2 separate regions of the Sus scrofa genome follow, and region 1 is linked to region 2. A link is a contact called in public Hi-C data. All regions are on one chromosome and are shown on one strand. The core of a region is the stretch at or near the end of the contact, and the rest is flanking DNA. Distances in the headings are between cores, read along the strand shown.

The links. A called contact is a pair of places that touch in the nucleus more often than the background predicts.
Region 1: a contact with region 2 is called in a Hi-C map of fetal liver, with 2.6 times the contacts expected there. The contact joins the promoter of CDK5R1 here to the enhancer-like site in region 2. A contact is called at or near these places in 9 of 47 Hi-C or Micro-C datasets (alveolar macrophages, embryonic fibroblasts, epiblast stem cells and 6 more).

The regions. Positions count from the first base shown.
Region 1 is chr12:42,491,473-42,496,175 of Sscrofa11.1, forward strand. It overlaps CDK5R1 (cyclin dependent kinase 5 regulatory subunit 1), which reads right to left and starts at 2,941. Exons shown (of 1, transcript NM_001101816.2): 1 at 1,920-2,941. The coding sequence starts at 2,938. The coding sequence ends at 2,015.
Region 2 is chr12:42,377,427-42,381,852 of Sscrofa11.1, forward strand. The region is part of intron 21 of MYO1D (unconventional myosin-Id); the gene reads left to right. Among named protein-coding and RNA genes, the nearest start is that of CDK5R1, 110 kb to the right of the region's middle. Within about 2 kb of position 2,490, at least 2 of the 83 cell types and tissues checked have an H3K27ac peak or open chromatin away from gene starts, as enhancers often do. A contact at or near this core is called in fetal liver, where this site is marked.

The DNA of each region.
Region 1 (4,703 bases), core at 1,691-4,190, 110 kb after region 2:
ATGTGCACCGCCTCCAAAAATTAAAAAAATAAATACGGAGCGAGAGAGGGAAACACACGAAACTGGAATCCGGCGGCGGCGCCTTCGCACAGGTCCAGGCGCAGCGCAGCCCGGGGAAGAGGCGACCACGGACCCGCGCCCCTGCTCCGGAGACTCGCACCCGAACCTCCCCCTTGCGTGTCGCCAGGGCCCGCTGCCCCCACGGGCCTCCTACCTCGGGTCACACATGGCAGCAGGATCTGCACAGACACGCCAGGCGACAGCTCCAGCGGAGAAGAGGCGCTGCGGCGAGGTCCTGCCAGCAGCCCCGCGGCAGGTTATCTGGCCGGCGGCCCCGGGAAGGGCTCGGCGTGGGCCCCGGGCGCAGCTGGGGCCAATGCGCTCCCGCCGGCCCCGGCAGGCCCTCCTCCTCGGGAGCTCCGCGGGCCCGCGCGCTCGGCCCGGGCCTCTTAAAGCGGGACCTCAATTTCACAGCTTTCTCTTTTTTATGTGAATTTCAGTAGTGCTTGTGCTGAAATCGGCAGCCACCTGGAAGCTAATCCTACGTAAACCGGCCTTCTGCCGCCCTCTGCCTCCCCCGGCCCCCCGTTCCAGCACCCCCTGGGGGATTGGGACTGGAAGAGAGAATTCTCCATAGCGTCTTCACCAGTCTTTGTTCCCCAAGGCCCGAGGGATGGGCCACAGAGGAAAGCTTGCTCCCTTCTCTTGGTCCTCTCCCAAGTCCCAAGCCACCAATCTGGGAGAATTAGAAAGAAAATTGATTAAGTACACATCATGTGTTGTTACAGCCACTGGGGTAAGGCCGACACCCAAACCAGCAGCTGCAAATGATCAGTTGTGGAATCAGCAGGCAATCAGGAGTTCTGCTCTGGCTTGTAATTGTCTCCAAGATCCAGCTGTCTCTCTGGGCCTTTCCGGGCCAGGCTTCGTCTTCAGAAGAGACTGAACGATGGGAAACAGCTTTAAATCAATGGGGGCGGGGCGGGGGGGGTGTGGAAGAGGGGGGCGTACACCATGACCACCTCACCCTGATCCCTGGCATCACCCACCCCCCGACCCCCTCCGCAGCTCTGCAGGACAAATGTCAAGTGCACCAGCAAGAGGCCTTGGCCCTGATGTGGGCACTGGCTCCGTCCCAGGCATGGCAACCCCATCCGCCCAGAAGGCAGGCTGTTGACAGTGGGCCCCTGGAGCTGTCCTGGTCTGGCCACAGGGTGACTAAGCTGCATGATTCAAATGAGAGATTCACCTGGGAAAGGAGTCGTCCCCGGCTTCACCCCACCCCTTTAGCTGGGACCCAGAGTGAAAGAATGAGTCAAACCAGCTCATTAACCAACACTACCAATACGCCTGGGAGCAGGGGGCAAGGTGGGGGGGGGGGGTTCCACGTCTCCACTAAAGGAAAGCCCTTCTCCCTAAAAAAGAAAAGAGAGCAAACCAGGGTCGTGCATGGTTAAACAATAGGACAGAATCCTTGCACCAGGCCGGCTTTTCCTCCACTGAAGAGATTATCTCAGGGACACGGGCATCTGGCCTCACGGCCCCACGTGCAGCTCAGTCGGGGTGGCCGGCTCCAGAAGCCTCTGGGAGAAGGGACGACCCAAAACAGGAGCCAGAAAAGAGCCTCCGACTAGAAACTCCAATTCCTCCCTGGGCCACCTGGCCAGGGGCCCCCCCGCCGCCAGCTCCCGTCGTGCAGGGAGCAGCGGGCAGCCTCACCTGCCTTGGTCCAGCAAGGGCACAGGCGGCAGCAGGGGCAGGTCAGTCCTTTGAATTCCCCGAAGTGAGACGTGAGGGGCCGAGGTGGCTCTGAATGTATCTTCTGGGTGTTGCACGACGTTCGGGAGTTCAGAAGCGCCCGGAGTTCTTGGCAGGGCTGAAGAAAACCCCAAGGAGAGAAGGTGGGAAGGGCGAGGCCCTCGGTGGCTTTGCTAAACACATACTGTACACAAATTCTGATTTAAGAATAAATTTTTAAAAATGAATCCTTGAGCCATGGTGCCGGCTAGCGGGCTCACCGGTCCAGCCCGAGGAGGAGGCGCTTCTTGTCCTCCGGGCCACTCTCGTTCTTCAGGTCGGAGAACACCTGTGTGAAGTAGTGGGGGTCGGCGTTGATCTGCAGCATCTTGGAGCTCATGAGGTTGATGACCGAGAGGCAGCGGTCCCAAAAGGCCTCCTTGCAGCTCTCCACCAGGAAGGGCTTGAGCGGGTAGGAGATCTCGTTGCCCATGTAGGAGTAGGAAAGGTACAGGCAGGTCAGCAGGACAGCCTGGAGCTCGTGGTCGGAGCCCACCTCGGAGGAGATGACATCCCTGCACAGCATGTAGAGGAAGACCACGTTGGCCGGCGTGATGAAGCCCTGGTCCTGCCAGCCCTGCAGGAGCAGCGAGCGGTCCACGCTGCGCAGCCAGAGCACAGGGTCCGTGGGGGACAGGTGCTTCAGGCGGTAGCACCGGCGACAGAGAAACTCGCCCAGGCAGCGCAGCAGCTCGCTCGTGGACGCCTGGACAATGACCCGTTTGGGCGTCCCTGCGGAGGTGACGGCAGGGTGCGGGGCCTTCTTGACGGAGGAGGAGACCCCGGTCTGGGAGCCCGAGAGCTGGCTGGCAGGGGGTGCGGGCGGCTGGGCCGGTGGGGGCTGGGCGAACGTGGACAGGTTGGCGCACGACAGCGACTTCTTCAGGTTCTCATTGTTGAGATGCGTGATGTTGTTCTGGTAGCTGCTGTTGGGCTGCACCTTCTTGGAGTTCTTCTTCTTGGCCGACACGGCCACGATCCTCTTCCACGGCAGCACGGAAATGATGGAATGCCGCTTCAGGTTCTTGTCCTTGGCGTTCTTGCTGTTCTGCACGGCCGTGTAGTGGCCCACCGTGGCCCCGCCATCCTCAAATAGCGTGGCCTTCCGGTAGCTGGGGGACAGGGACAACACCGTGCCCATGGTGCCGCTGCGCGCCGGGCGGGGACCCGCGCCCCTGCGCGCCCAGCCTGCCGGCCAGAGGGAGCAAAGGGCTCACCGAGCCCGCGGCGGCCCGGGGGTGGCGGGGGCGCTCCTGGGGTCGCGTGCCGCCCCTTCGGATCTGTGTGGAAAACAAGATGGTTCTCAGCGCCAGGCGGGGCTCGCGCCGCGCTCCTCCGCCCCAGACCCGCGCCCGGGCCTTCCCCGGCCGACACGGCCCCGCCCGCGCCCCCGCGCCGCAGCCTGGCCGCTCCACTGCGGCACCGGCACCCGCTCCCGCCGAGGTCCGGATGGCAGCGCCGGGGCCTGGGCGCCGGCAGAGGCGGCCGGGGACATTGCCTGGACACCGCGCGCGGCCGCGACCCCGGCCCGGCTCCCCGGGAGCAGCGGGCGGCCCCAGGCGTAGGCTTACCAGGCAGGCGGCTCCGGCGCTCCGCGCCCTCCGCAATGCGCGCCGCGATCCCGGCGCTCGGCGGGGCTCGGCGGGGCTCGCGCCCGGCGGCGGCGGCGGCGGCGGCTCCGGAGCTTCTGTCCAAGGTTCTGCAGGCGCTGCGGCCCCGCCCCCCGCTCGGCCGCCTTCGCCGCCGCCGCGCCCGCGCCCGCTCCGGCGCGCACCTCAGCGACTGCTCTCGGGAGCGCGCGCGGCCAACGCGCCGGCCGAGCTGGGCCTGGTCTCGCCCGCGAGCGGGGGCCGCCGCCGTGCTCAGCTCAAGCCGCGCGCGGTACGGGCAGCGACGCGGACACGAGCCCCAGGAGCCTCTACTCGCCGAGCCCCATCCAGGACCCCGACTCCGGCGGCGGGTACTCGCGGCACCGCCCCGCCCTGCGGGGCCGCCCCCTCCCGTACGGCTCGCCGCCCGCTCAGTGCGGCCGCGCCAGCAGCAGCCCCGCCGCGTGAGAGTCGCGGGCGCCCGGCGCACCCGAGCTCGGGCGGGTGGGGAGCTCCGGAGGGGCGGGCCCGACGTCCGACCCCGCCCGCCGCCCCGCCCAGACACGTGCTGCCTTTGTTCCCGCCGCGGCGCCCGCAGCTGCGGGCGGTGGGGACGGTCTGGGATGTGTCTCCGCCCTCGCGACGCGCGGCCGGTCCGGGCTGAGGCTGTCTCCCGAGAAGCCGTTCACCGAGGCCGGACCCCGAGCAGCCTTCTTCCATATAACATCCCTGTTAGCTGGGGAGCTCGGGAAAGTGCGGAGAGGCGAAGCCTTTGCTGAGGCCTTCGGAGTACCACGCGCATCCCAAGGGGGCTGTCCCAGCAGTTTGAGTGCCTTTGCCTTGGGGACCTCCTTTGCCCCATCCCAGGAGATTGCCCGCGGCCCGGGTAGGTCTCCAAAATGCAGGCCAGAGGCGTAGGCAATTCTGGGGCATTCCACAAAGAGCGACTGGCTTCCCCACACCACACCTGGGACAGGGCCCTGAGGCTCCTGGTTTGGTTGCTGCCCCAGAGATGGGCCCATCGCAAATGAGACCTCCAAATTTCCACTTGCCCTCTTATCTGTTAAAGTACAAATGAAGCAACTGCTTCTCCAACCAGCCTCTGATCTACTGCTTAAAATGTTTTTCATGCTAAGCATGTATCATTTGAAGACTCGGTTATCTGTAAAATTATTAAATTCTGAGTAAAACTTTGGCTTTAGTAAGAACTTTCCTCTCACAAGGAACAAGAATCCAGACCCGTCACAAAGGCTATTCTTCATTTACTTTTAGTTTGGTTCTGGAGATTGACAGATTGGACCACGAACCGGGGAAACA
Region 2 (4,426 bases), core at 1,240-3,739:
CTTACCCTTCTGCCTGAAGCAAGAACAACAACACAAGGGTAGAACCCGAAAGACAACCTTTTGCAAGACTCTGGACATCAGGCAGTGAAGGGCAGGGCTCCCTGAGAAGTGAAAGGCAAGCAGGGTGCACCCTGTCTTTGGAGACCTTCAGGCCATGGTGCACCCAGGGGACACCCAGGAGAAGCCCAGGAAGCCCCTGAGTTCAGGAAGGAGGTGATGGTGACAAGAGTTGGGGGAGACCAAGGCAGCCAACGTTGGCAGGACAAAGTACCAGGGAAGAGAGAGGTGCACAGAAAAAGAAACCTAGAGATCTCTGTAGGCTCCCTCTCAAGTCCTGCCTAATAAATCTTAAAAGCAAGTCCCAAAAGGATGAAACTGCTACCAAGTAATTTAACTGTGTCCTAGACCAGAGCTCATGACTGCGTGTACAAAAATATCCACCCCCAACAAGACAAAAGCCTGACGTCCAATCAAAGATTACCAGGCATGCAGACAGGCAGGAAAATACAGTCCAGTTTGAGGGAGAAAACCATCATCCAACTGGAACCAACCCAGAACTGACCAAGGAGTTAGAATTAGCAGACACAAATATGAAAACAGTTATTGCAACTAAATTTCAGGTGCTCAAAAGTTAACGTGTAAAAAATTTTAAAAAAAATTTTTTAGATGAAAAATGCACTGATGTTTGAAATATTTCCTAGTTTAAAAAAAAAAGTAAAGCTTTCTCCTCTACATAATGAATTTCTCATGATCCTCTTCTGTCATGAGCTGAAGCCAGCCCTTTCCTGGCTGCTCCATCCATACTAAACTGAAACCAAATCACTGAAGGCAACTAAGTATAAATTAGCCTTTCTCTCACCTCCTTCAGTCTTTACTTAACCTGGACCCATTATTTCTGCCTCTGTAGGAACTCACCCACACATTTCACATTTTCTAAAACATTTGAACACAGCCTTTAATGAAGTATATTCCAAGGAGTGACATTTACAATATGCAACAGCCAGCATGGCTCGAGCACAGACCATTCAGAGCAGACACCCTCCAGGAACACCTGACCCAGCAGGTCCTGGCTGCATTCACACCAAAGAAGCAAGGGAGGGAAGTCAAAGATGTTTGGGATTTGCTGATGAAGTTAAACAGGTTTCTTTACTGCAGTATGTCTCGGAGCTTTTCATGTATTTTGTTCATTGGCGGGGGGCCACACTCGCAGCGTATGGAAGTACCTGGGCCATCGATCGAATCCAAACCACAGCTGGAACCTGTGCCACACCTCTGCCATGACCCACGCCACTGCAGTCAGATTCTTAACCCACTGCACCCACAGTGGGAACTCCTGTTTTGTTCATTTTAAATACATGTTAAATTTAAAAATTGCAAGGGTAGAGTTCCCGTTGTGGCTCAGCACGTTAAGAACCCAACATGGTCTCTGAGGATGCAGGTTCAGCTCAGTGGGTTAAGGATCCAGCATTTCCACTAGCTATAGTGGAGGTCACAGATGCAGCTTGGATCTGGTGGTGGTGTGTCTGCGGTGTAGGCCAGCAGCTGCAGCTCCACTTTGACCCTGGAAACTTCCATATGCTCCAGGTGAGGCCATAAAAAAAAATTGTAAGGGTGTGTGGGGGTGGGTGTGTGTGTGTGTGATACACACACATGCACAATTAGGTATATTATAGATTATATCCAGGAAATGGGTACCGATGTTTGTCTCTGGAGAGGGGAGATGGGAGTTTGCTCTGGAAGAAAGAGGTATGGGAGGGAGATTTGTTTATTTTTCACTGCAAACCTTTTGTAACAAATACAAGTATTAGCTGAATTTTTTTTAAAAAAATAATAAGCAGGGAGTTCCTGTTGTGGCTCAGCAGTAACAAACCCATTATCCATGAGGATGCAGATTTGATCCCTGGCCTCGCTTAGTGGGTTAAAGATCCGTTGTTGCCATGAGCTGTGGTGTTGGTTGCAGACGCATCTCGGATCCGGCATCGCTGTGGCTGTGGTGTAGGCTGGCAGCTGTCGCTCCAATTCGACCCCTAGCTTGGGAACCTCCATATGCTGCACATGCGGCCCTAAAAAAAAAAAAAAAAAAAAAAGTAAATAATAAGCAAGTAGCAACTAGTTTTCAGGTAGACAATTGATGGCTCAAAATTCCTGGTTAGTTTCCTTTCCTGTTTAGGAAAGAATGAAAGAGCTTTCTAAGCGAATGGTTTATTTATCTCAGGGTGTTGAAGACGTTGAAATGAACCCGAATAAAACCTCTCGGAATACAGCTGTCCTGTAGGGTCCTGTGTAGGTCACCTGAGGCGAACGGGAGGTTTCCTTGTGCTGCTTGTGCCGGTGGCTTCCCGGGCCAGTTTGCTTTGCAGAGGTTGTGAACGTGGCAGACTTGACTTTGGGTTTGGATCTCTTGCTCAGCAGTGACTACCTGCTGGTAGTGAGCTTTTCTGCCCACTGGTAAACAGATGGCCACCTGTCGGCTGCCCCAACCACGGAGTCACCAGCAACGCTGCGATATTAAGTTTTTTCAAAGCATGGACCCGCCCTAAGCAGCTGTCCAGACATTTGCCTGTCTGGATGCTGGAAACCTCAGCACAACCCCAGTCTTAGGCACAGCAAAGTCTCGTTTTTCCTGTTCTATTTCAATGGATGAAAGCCAGCCGTCAGGGCCATCTGCTTCTTGTTTTTCATAAGCCGTATCTTTAATATCTGCTTGATTAAAGGAGCACCGCTACTGAACTTCACGGAGCCCTCGACCTGCTTCTCTCTTGTCGTTGGCTTATGTTCTTTTTAACTCTCACGAAAGCCCTGGCTAGAATCAGACTGATAAGCAGGCCTTTGGCTGTGGCCACAGGGGCCAGGGGAGATGAGGCCCCCTGATCGGGGGGTGGGGGGTGAAGGTGGAGGAGCGAGGCCGCCTTGCAAAGGCCCCTGCACCCGGTCCTCTCCATCACTGGCGCCTTCCTGCTCCTCCCTCATCTCCCATTCCTCGGCCCCTGAACTGGGATTCCTGCTTTCAGGCTCTCCATCCGTATTCCCAGACGGCTTTCCCTGACTGCCTGGCTCCTAGTCATAGTAATTTCTATTCCAACTGAAAATATCTAAGTCAAAGGTATTTGAATGTCAGGAAACTGGGAGTATATTTACGTGTGTGGGTATTTTGTTTCTTATAAAATAGTTCCTTAAAAATGTTTTTAAATAAAAATATATATGTAGTTTGGGGTTTGTAGATGCAAACTGTTGCATTTGGAGGGGATGAGCAATGAGATCGTGCTGTACAGCACAGGGAACTCTATCTAGTCACTTGTGATGGAACATGATGGAAGATAATGTGAGAAAAAGTATATATAATACACACACACACACACACACACACATGTGCGACTGGGTCACTTTGCTGTACAACAGAAATTGACACAACATTGTAAATCAACTATAATAAAATTAAATACACACACACACACACACACACACACACACACACACACACATAAAATAAAGACAGTTGAAAATAGTGTGGATAGACCAGGGACTTTGCGATGCTCAAGTCCCAGTGTCACAGCTCTGTATCTGCAGTTCCATATCCACAGATTCAACCAACCAAGGGTTGTGTGGTACTGTGGTATTTACTGGGGGAAAAAAATTCATGTATAAGTGGACCCACGTCGTTCAAACCTCTGTTGTTCAAGGATCAACTGCCTAGAAGATGGGCTAATTAAATTATGATCCATCCCCTTAACAGAATAGTTGGGCCATTTTGAATGATACTTATTAAGGTCCTCTGACTCATGGTGGCAGAAAGGCGAGTGACCACAATTCATCCTCCTCTGTTTTCCAAGAGAGATGCGTGAAAACATAGAAAGAGAGGCCAACTTTCCTTAGTACTGGAAGTTAGAAAGGTTGCACAGCAGAGACCCACTGAGAGCAACAGCCTTCACCCCTCCTCACTCCTCACCTCAGGCCTGCCCCCACCGTCCTCCAGAGAACAGCAGCTCACCCTCCCCAGGGGTCCCTGACTCCTGCCCTGCTTGGTTTTCCCCATGGCTTTCATCTCCATCTGACATCGTTATCTTTAGCTGTTTATTTATTGTATATTTTCCAACTAGAATATAAGTCCCATGTAAGCAGGGAGTTTGTTTCTCATTCACAGTGGTTTCCCTAGTGTTCAGAATATCCCTAGCACTTAGGAGACTCCCAGCAGTCTTGTTGAAAACAATTGTTGAAAGCAGAGTCTGGTGGGCGGGGGCCTCTGGTGCCGTAGGATACTTCTAGCCCTTCCCCACTGATGTGTGTGCCTTGCCCACCAAAGCACAGTAACTTAGACCTCCTCCTGTATGAAGAGAACGAGGAGCTCTTTTACAGCTTCCTTGCCTGGATGAATACCTCTCATCTCGTTGCAATTGCCAGATTATAGCTCTGAGCAATGTAATACATC